Linked DNA regions of Hordeum vulgare: region 1 is linked to region 2. The links are chromatin contacts, called in public Hi-C maps. All regions are on one chromosome and are shown on one strand. Each heading gives the region's core, a stretch centred on a gene start, on an enhancer-like site or on the middle of the called end of the contact. The rest is flanking DNA. Distances are from core to core; before and after follow the strand shown.

Region 1 (4,249 bases), core at 594-3,093, 130 kb before region 2:
TGGCACAATCACAGAAGTCATGGTGTTTAAAGATAGTTTTGGATTTTTATTGAGACCGGACACCCTTAAGTCATGAAGTGATTATGAATTATAGAAGGTTGTTGCACAAAATTCCATGAGCTTTCTCTTGATGGTCCATCTGATGTTGAGGTATATGATCTTGTTACCGAACTGAAGATTCTGAGATTCACTTTGCCAGATCACGTACTCTCTGCTATGGAGATTGTCGAGCATGTCGGAGAAGTTAATATCGTCATTAATTCAAGTCTAATCGATAGTAATAGTTATGTATATATACATATGTATATTCACTGTTGTTATTATGTGACGCCTATATTAAGGGTTCCTCCTTTTCAAAAAATATATATTAAGGGTTCCGAGTTTTAGTTTCGTTTAGGACCCCTAAAATCTCATGACCGACCCTACTTATCCTCGCCTCTGACGGCCATGCCACGGACAGCCACGACGTGCAAGTCTCCTGCTACGTCCTGGCTTGGCCTCTGATCTGCTCTCCTGACTACTCTGTGTTCAAATCGACCGACGATTAGCAAGTTTTAGCTGAATGAGGAATAGAAAACTCGTAAAAACTATAACTTTAATAGAAATTGTGTCGATATTTCTATCCACACCTAAATACTACTTGGCACATTAACTTAGCCGGGCTGGAATAATTTCCAGTATTCTCTCAGCCACCGCATTCGTTAGAGCATGCATGAAATCTGCATCATTCTTGAGCGAATTCACCATCTTCTCCACTAGAAGCTTCTGAAATTCAGGCGTAACAACCTCCCTCCGGATAGTCTCCAGGTCCAGCCTCGATCCTGACCCATGGTTCGTCATATCTTCTAGCCTGATCGTCCGGCCGGACGGGTTAATGGAGACTGAGCACGGCCTGTGGCCTATGGCTATGGACTCGTTGCAGACGAATTCTCTCTCCGGGGATCTAGCGTGGTTGTGCTCGCCCTCGTACGTCGCCACTAGCTTTGACGTGTCCTCCGCGTCTCTCTGCACCTATATGCATATCAAAATTCAGCAAAACCGAAGAATTACATTGGCGGTTTGGCCAACGATTTCCTAAAACCTGGGAGTACGTGATCATGATGGCACTATAGCTAACGGGATAGCACTATTGATACCTTCTTCCTCACGGGGCAAGATGGAGCAAACGCGCAGCGGAAGTAGGATCTTGGGTGCGGGTTGTCGCGCGTCACCTTCTGCCCGTACTTCCTCCACTGGTACCCGTCCTTGACGCTCTGCGCGAGTAGCGAGCAGCAAAGAAAGCACCGTTCATGTCATGCATGGCTCGAGATATGACAGATGATCAACACGGCGTGCGTGGTTGCAATGCCAATTGTCGCAGGATGTTCGACTCACAAGGTTGGCGTCGGTGTCGGCCGGCTCCGCGCGCGCGCAGACCGTCCTGACCTTGGGCCGCGGCTCCACCGTCACGCCGGCGGCCTCCTCCCTCGCTGCATTGGAGGCAGAGCCGCTCGGCGCCCTAGCGCAGGCGACAGCTGACGCTGGCGCCCTCATGAGAGCACGCAGGTCGGGGCGATCGGCGAGTATGGCGCCCAGTGTGCCGGCCAGCCGCCGGTTCTCCTCGCGCACTCGCCTCAGCTTCTCTTCGAGACCCTCAGCCTGCTCCGCGTTCAAGAACGCAGTGATCAGCAACGACTGCAGCTACAAACGAAAAAACAATACATGGAGATCATCAATGAGGGGGGATCATGGACCGACCGTCGGGGAGCCGGCGGAGAGCGGCAGAAGCCCGGCGCTGTTGGTCGGACATGACGAACCGTCGTCCATGGCCTCAGCAACACTGCACCAGGCGTCGATATATACGGCCTTGTATAGGCACGTTGCAGAATGCGAATAAACGATTGATCGGTGCCGTGGGGATGCCCTAGACCCTGTAAGTAGATCGATTGATGCAGTACGTGCAGGTACATGTTCGTTCGCTCTCATGTTTTGCCTCTTCGATCCATTGACTTGACCGATGAACGAAAGCGACCGATTTGCTCACCACCAGGTGCACGCATGTGAGCATGTCATCCCCTAGCGTCACTGCCTAACGTCCTCTGTGACGCATTTTTTTCTACGTCAGGAAGAGGACGGCGGATAGCGTACTAGAGCTGCACACACACACACACGTACGCATGTTGCGGGTGACGACGTCGTATTCGATGTAGCTTTGTGTGAAGTGGTTATTTCGTTTAGTCGCGTCCTTGACCTCAAGGTTTCTTATGGAGTAGGTTGTTTGCACGAGAGAACATTCAGACAAATTCATCTTTTTGTTTTTTATTTGACTGCTAATGCACTCGCTGTCCATCTCAACTTAACTATATGTCCGTAGCCAGCACACGAGGTGTTGTTCTTTTTCGTGCAAGTGGAGCATTATTGCTTATCACTGATTTTGCAAGTGGACGAAGACTGGTACCGTTAGAGCAGCGAAGACTTGACGACGACGGAGAAGATGTAAACTAAAGCTCGAACCCATGTCCAGAGAACCTAAATGCTACGGTAGATTTCTGAAAAGGTAAGAAAAATACCTAGAAGCTAGGGTAAATCCTCCCATTCTACCCTTGAATAGACCCCATTCCGTCAAAAGCATGCATCGATGCTGGGTAAATAACATGTGCTTTTTCTTTCCCACATTTTCAAGAATTTTATTTTTACATTTTTTAATTTTTGAATCCAGTTAATGTTACCTTTTAAACTATTTGGTATGCCTGTTTGGCTTTAATTTTCACTTTTCTTTCTATCTGTGGGGAAATAAGTGAATATATTTTAAAATTGCATGCGCATATACCCACACTTGAAGGAACAACCTTTTGAATCTTCTTATAGGTGTAGAACTATTTTCCAAAAAATAGGAACATATTTTTCAAAATAATATAAGATGAATATTTATTACACATATCTATTAGAAAATTAAGTGCATGAACATTTTCTACTTTTCCGCAATATATGTTCTTCTTTCGATTAAGAATATGACGTTCGAAGAATAGTCATAGTGAATCAACCCAAACTCGTTTGTTATACTTTGAGATACAATCGCCGCATGTCAATTGTTATAACATGGAGAGTTAACGTATGCTTTAGTTCCTTAGACCATGCGAGTATCGTAGTCTCTTCGAACCATACAACAGACTTTTGGTCATCTGTAACACGGAGATCATAACGACAACTTACAGGCTCATCGGGAAGTCTGGCAAGGGGTTAGATAGGTCAAGAGTGGGATTTTCTCCTCCGGCGATGGAGAGATATTCTTAGAGCTGCTCGGTGTGATGACATACACCATCATGTGGCTAGACACAGGTGACTAGGTCAAAGGGATGTCGGGACAGGTCAACGGGAAGGAAGAACAAAACCGGCAGCGAGGAGACTGGTATAGTGGGCATTATAATGACTCAAAAAAATACCGATATATCCCACCTCGGGTTTTGTGAAGTATAGCAAAGAAAAGGGAATAGCACATGATAACCAATGGTTCACCCGAATGTCATTTGTGTAGTCATAGGGATTGATATGCATGGCCATGGTTCCGCCATCGATCATTCAATTAAAGTGTTTTGTCCATGTCTATATTTTACCAAACCTACGGGGTGACAAGTTTAAGGGAATCACGATCTGTTGAGTGTTAGTGGAGCAAGAGTTATGATAAAATAATTATGAAATAGTTTCATTAATATTCAAAATAGTTTCGAGATGCCCAGAAGCGTTTCCGGGTTACCAAAAGGGGTTCAAGGTATAGAGGGTAATACCGTAATTGATATATAGATGGAAAAGTTTTTGGAAATGATAAATTAATTATATAAGGCTCTAATAATGATTAGGAGGATTTCATAATTAGTTAAATATCAACATGACATAGAAATATGAAAAAGGCCAAGTGGTGGATAGTTATTGGGCCCTAGCACCCAAAAACACTTGTGGCGCCACCTAGCTTGTTGGACAAGCTATGGGAGACCGAATTGGAGGGAAAGTCCCTCTCCTCTTGGTCGGCAAAGGGGGGAGGTTTCCTCCCCCCTTGTGGTGCCCTCCCCTCTCGTCCAACCAATATACACTAGAGGTTTTAGGCACTTTTGGACACACAAGTTTTGGAGCCTCCTCTAGTTCTCTAGTTCTAATTTTTGGTAAGCCAATTAGAGCTAGATCTAATCCTCTCTAGTCCTCATAATTGGAAGCCCTTTGTGGTTCTAATCTTCTCCCTCTAATTCTCCAGCAACGATTAGCTCTGGACGGCGGA
Region 2 (4,481 bases), core at 859-3,358:
CAGACAAAAATAAAGACCTAACGCGTCGATTCAAACTCAAAAGGCGTCCACTTCACGTCTATACGCACCTATTTTCGGTCTAAAATTGAGTCCGAAATGCATCGGCGCGGATGCGGCGTGCGCCTTTTCATGTTCGGGTCCGTCCACACGTGGCGCCTAGTCAAAATCAACATTGTCTTTATTATCAATGACCGTCCATCACGGACCCACGCATCAGCGACCCACATACGTCCTTTTTTCATCCGAGCGTGCGCGCGGGGAGGGGGAGGGGTGCTCATCCTCTTTCAGAAGTCGTCTCCATCCACATCTAGCCACCCGCTGCTCCCCCGCCGACGGCAAATCATAGTCATCATGCGTTTCTTCTCTAGCAAAGACAAGGGCAAGTTCCCCGTCATCCCTGTCTGCGCGCTCCCGTCGCCAGCGTCTTCCCGTCCGCCTCGCCAGCGGGTCAGCATACGAGTGCACCAGGCGAGGTGGCGTTGAGGGCACCGCGTACTCCTCCCCCCCTACCTCGATGTTACGCTGCCTTATCGTCCCCAACAACGATGACAAAGAGGACGCCTAGGGCAGCGCGTCTCCTCATTTTTAGTTTATTTAATTTTATGTTTAATGTAATGTGGACTATCGCCGGCCTTCCAGGCCGCATTAAATATTTAATTAATGGTTTTCCATATTTTTAAAATATTTACTTATATATTTTTTCAGGTCATCTAAAAATGGGTCGCTCGAGCGCAAGCGCGGACCCAATTGCAAAAGCGGACACAGATGTCCATCGGGCCAACCCAAACGGACAAAATACGGACATAGTGCGCGTCCGTTTGGGTCAGCCGGTTGGAGTTGCTCTTATATCAGTCTCTAACATTCGGACAAGTCGACCGGTCACAAAACATTATCCAGTCAGGTCCTTCATACAGACCTCAAACACCCGGGCTGACCGGCATTCCTCATATCCAACCCTAACATGAGGCGGATATAGGGCAGTCCGGGCACGCCCGCCACGCCGTCCTGACGACGTGGTCCCATGCGGACTCGTCCAAAAACCCAAAGGTCTGACGTGCGCCTCGATCGTTGCCGTGGTGTGAGTGGCGCCGCTCCCACTCGCCGCCCGAGGCCATAGCCGGCTACTTAAGACTGTTTGCATCCCCTAGCCCTAGCAGATTCACATCCTTCCTCCCTTCGTTGTCACTCAATCCCATCGGCCTCCTCCCCCTCCCCCCCCCTTCTCGGCCTCAGTATTGTCCGTTGTAGGATCAGCACCTACGATCGGCTCACATCGGAGTATCGAATGCAGATCGAGGCAGAGATCCAGGCTCACGCGTCGCCTGCATTGCTGGGGGTCTCCCTTAGGACTCGTCGAAAATGGAGGAGGAGGCGGAGCAACCGGAGGAGGAGGTGTCGGGGGCCATGGAGGAGGACGTCCAGAAGAAGGAGGACGCCCGGAGATCCATGCTCTAGGCTTGAACATGGCGAAGGCGGGGGTGGAGTTCGTCGTCGCCCAAGCTGACAAGATGACGGAGCAGCAGGTCATCCTGGATTCTATCCGGGATGAGGCCGAGGTGGAGTCCAATCGTCGGCACATCCGGCAGAGGCAGGCGGGTGCCGACGCCCTTTTCGACGAGCTTGAGGCAAAAATAGCGGCAAAGGAAGCCGCAACGGATCAACCGGAGGCATCGGAGGGGGCGCAGTAGAGGCACCGGAAGGGGCGGAGCTGCACCTGCCGCATATCTATCCATCGTAGGGCACGGAGATCATCTAAATCTCCGACGTAGATAGTTTATACGTAGTATGTAGGTCTATATGTTTGCATGCTTTTATATAAATTTGAAAAATTTAATATAAAATATTCAGATGCATTACTTTTTTTTAGATGTGTCCGGTCAATTCATACGGACACGTTCGGTCACGTCCCCACACGTTTAAAGTATCATTTTTATAAGTTTTGAATGTAGATGCTCTTACGCATCCACGTTAATCATCGCTTCGTTGAAGGAAAATACTCCGTCTGGTCACTCTTCTACTTTACTTCTTGTATTATATTGTAATGTGTACCTAGTAGTATTTCCTATCGCCGCGTCCTTGACCTCGAGTCTGTAGGTTTTGTTTGTGCAAGTGGAGCATTATTGATGGTATACATTTTGCAAGTTGTGACCCGTGAGAGCAACGAGGAGCGAACAAAGACTGGCCGTGACCCATGATAGCAACGAGACCGGACAAGAAAAGAACCGGAAAACTAGAGCACACCTACCTATTTGATGCCTTAAGCCCACAATCCCAAATAATTGTCCATTTTAAAAAAAAGTTTATACTTAGAAAACTCCATATATTGGGGAAAAAAGAGCATCGCAATATAAATAATACAATAAAATATTCATTTGTGTTTCAAAACGTTTTTACATAAAAATATATTTGTGCATATGAAAGCTCATGTATCTTCTCCTCAGTTCCTAAATATAAGTTTTTATAAAGATTTTATTAGGGGGCTAGATACGGAGCAAAATAAATAAATATACATTCTGAAATATGTCTATATACATCCTCTAGTGAAGGCTCTAAAAAGAATTATATTTAGAAACGAAGGGAGTATATCTTCTCCTAGTACCATATTTTATAACACATGCAGCCATGCCACACTAACCAAATTACTTACAGCAATTTATTGCATGCATGTGTGGGTCCTTCATATCTATCCATTTTGTCGAAAAAACTTGTTCTTCAAATAAATGTATCTAGCACCAGGGTCAAGATTGGAACAAGCTTTTTGAAACGGAGGGAGTAGTTTCCTTATCCTATATTTCTTTAACTCTCTTTTAAGTGATAACTCATGACACATTATGTGATTAAAGGTAAGCAACATATTACTAATAATACTAATATTCATATTCACACAATTTTTTATCTAAATAGCTTGCCCTCCCTACCATGTGTTAAGAGTGCATGCAGCTATAGCAGATTAACCAAACTACATGATACCCCACGCGTTGTTGTGGAAATTGGTTGACAACAGTTGATAAAGATGAAATCAGAAGTTAAAATACATATGACTTGTTATATTTGATCATGTATAATTGTAACAATATTTATTGAATATAAGTAGAATGATTAAGTGAAAAACATTTTTTCATGCATGGTCGAATGTTGTGGTGAGTCCCTTCCCATGCATGATTTGCATGTTGAGGTGAGTCTTATCTCATTCATAATTATATGATGAGATGATATGTTTGCATGTTGAGATAAATAAATTATAGGGATGACTCTCTTAGGTATATGGGATTAATTTTAGCAATAAATTACATACATGCATACCTCCTTTCTACCTAGTTTTTTTTCACGACCGGTTTCCAAATAACAGATTTAATTGGAAATCAGCCATTCGTGTCCAGGGTGAAGAAAATATTTCCCACTGACAAACTCAACTTGATGCAGAAAACCAGTAGTACTCAATATATTACAAGTAGAGCGAGGGTCACTCTACAAATTATTACAACACATTCAAGTCTTAGGATAGATGGAAATGTTACAGTGGTCTTAGGGTGACTCTACTGCTCGCGAAAATAAAGGGGACATGTCACATCAGAGTAATGTGACATGACGAGTACTACTACTACGCGTTAAGCCTCAGAGTGAAGCTCAACAATTTATTCGAGGTGGCGGAAGCGGTGCAATAAAACAGCGACGGACTCCAGGATCGCAAGACTGACTCGGACTCCTCTACACATCGGACTCTCTATCGAACTTCTCATCCATGAGGTCTCCTTCATCCATATCTGGCCACAACAACAAGCCAGTGAGTACTTCGAGAAGTACTCGCAAACAGTTTGTACAATGATGAAATGCATGCAGTTGATTTTATTATGCATGGTTAGGATCAAGTTATATTCATAATATAAGTGCAGAAAATAAATAAGTTAGAGGATAAATCAGGCGGTAGTCCTCCCGAGATATCCATAACAGAAAATAAAATAAAATAAGCCACCGTCGGGAGTCTGCGCGACACCACACACAGGGCATGAAATAATTAATAAGCCTCGAACGGGCGTCTCTGCGACACCACAGTAAGGGCATGGATAAAATAAAACAATGTGCCGCAGTCGGGCGTCTCAGTGACACTACATAAAGGGCTTATAAGAATAATAAAAACAATACCACAGTCGGGCGTCTGAGCGACACCACATAAAGTGCTTATAAGAATAAAATTTTAAATATCCAGGAGGTGGAACCGTCCCAAGGATACCCAACAAAGAGAATCATAATGGTTAGTCCAGAATAATAATACACGATATGATAATGTCCTGCATCATCATATGGTGCACCACATCCAATATTATTAATAACACGTATACTCCAAAGACCGACTCTAGGACCGATACTTGACTCGTCAAACAACGTCCTTGACCGGGGACACGGCTACTCGAATAGTTTTGACTCTGCAGAGGGTGTACTCTTTACCCATAGCCCACTGTTTTCAATAGTCAATACGATTA

What was found. Hi-C and Micro-C count contacts between places; a contact is called where the count stands out from the background.
Region 1: a Hi-C map of leaf shows a contact between it and region 2, with 4 times the contacts expected there. The contact joins the promoter of LOC123398655 here to the enhancer-like site in region 2. A contact is called at or near these places in 3 of 6 Hi-C or Micro-C datasets (leaf and seedling).

What each region holds. Positions count from the first base shown.
Region 1 is chr5H:445,893,992-445,898,240 of MorexV3_pseudomolecules_assembly, reverse strand. It overlaps LOC123398655 (WRKY transcription factor WRKY62-like), which reads right to left and starts at 1,843. Exons shown (of 4, transcript XM_045093106.1): 1 at 1,738-1,843; 2 at 1,375-1,638; 3 at 1,137-1,253; 4 at 494-1,011. The coding sequence starts at 1,806. The coding sequence ends at 649.
Region 2 is chr5H:445,766,933-445,771,413 of MorexV3_pseudomolecules_assembly, reverse strand. No RefSeq gene overlaps it. Among protein-coding and RNA genes, the nearest start is that of LOC123398327, 45 kb to the right of the region's middle. Within about 2 kb of position 2,108, at least 1 of the 3 cell types and tissues checked has open chromatin away from gene starts, as enhancers often do. A contact at or near this core is called in leaf, where this site is marked.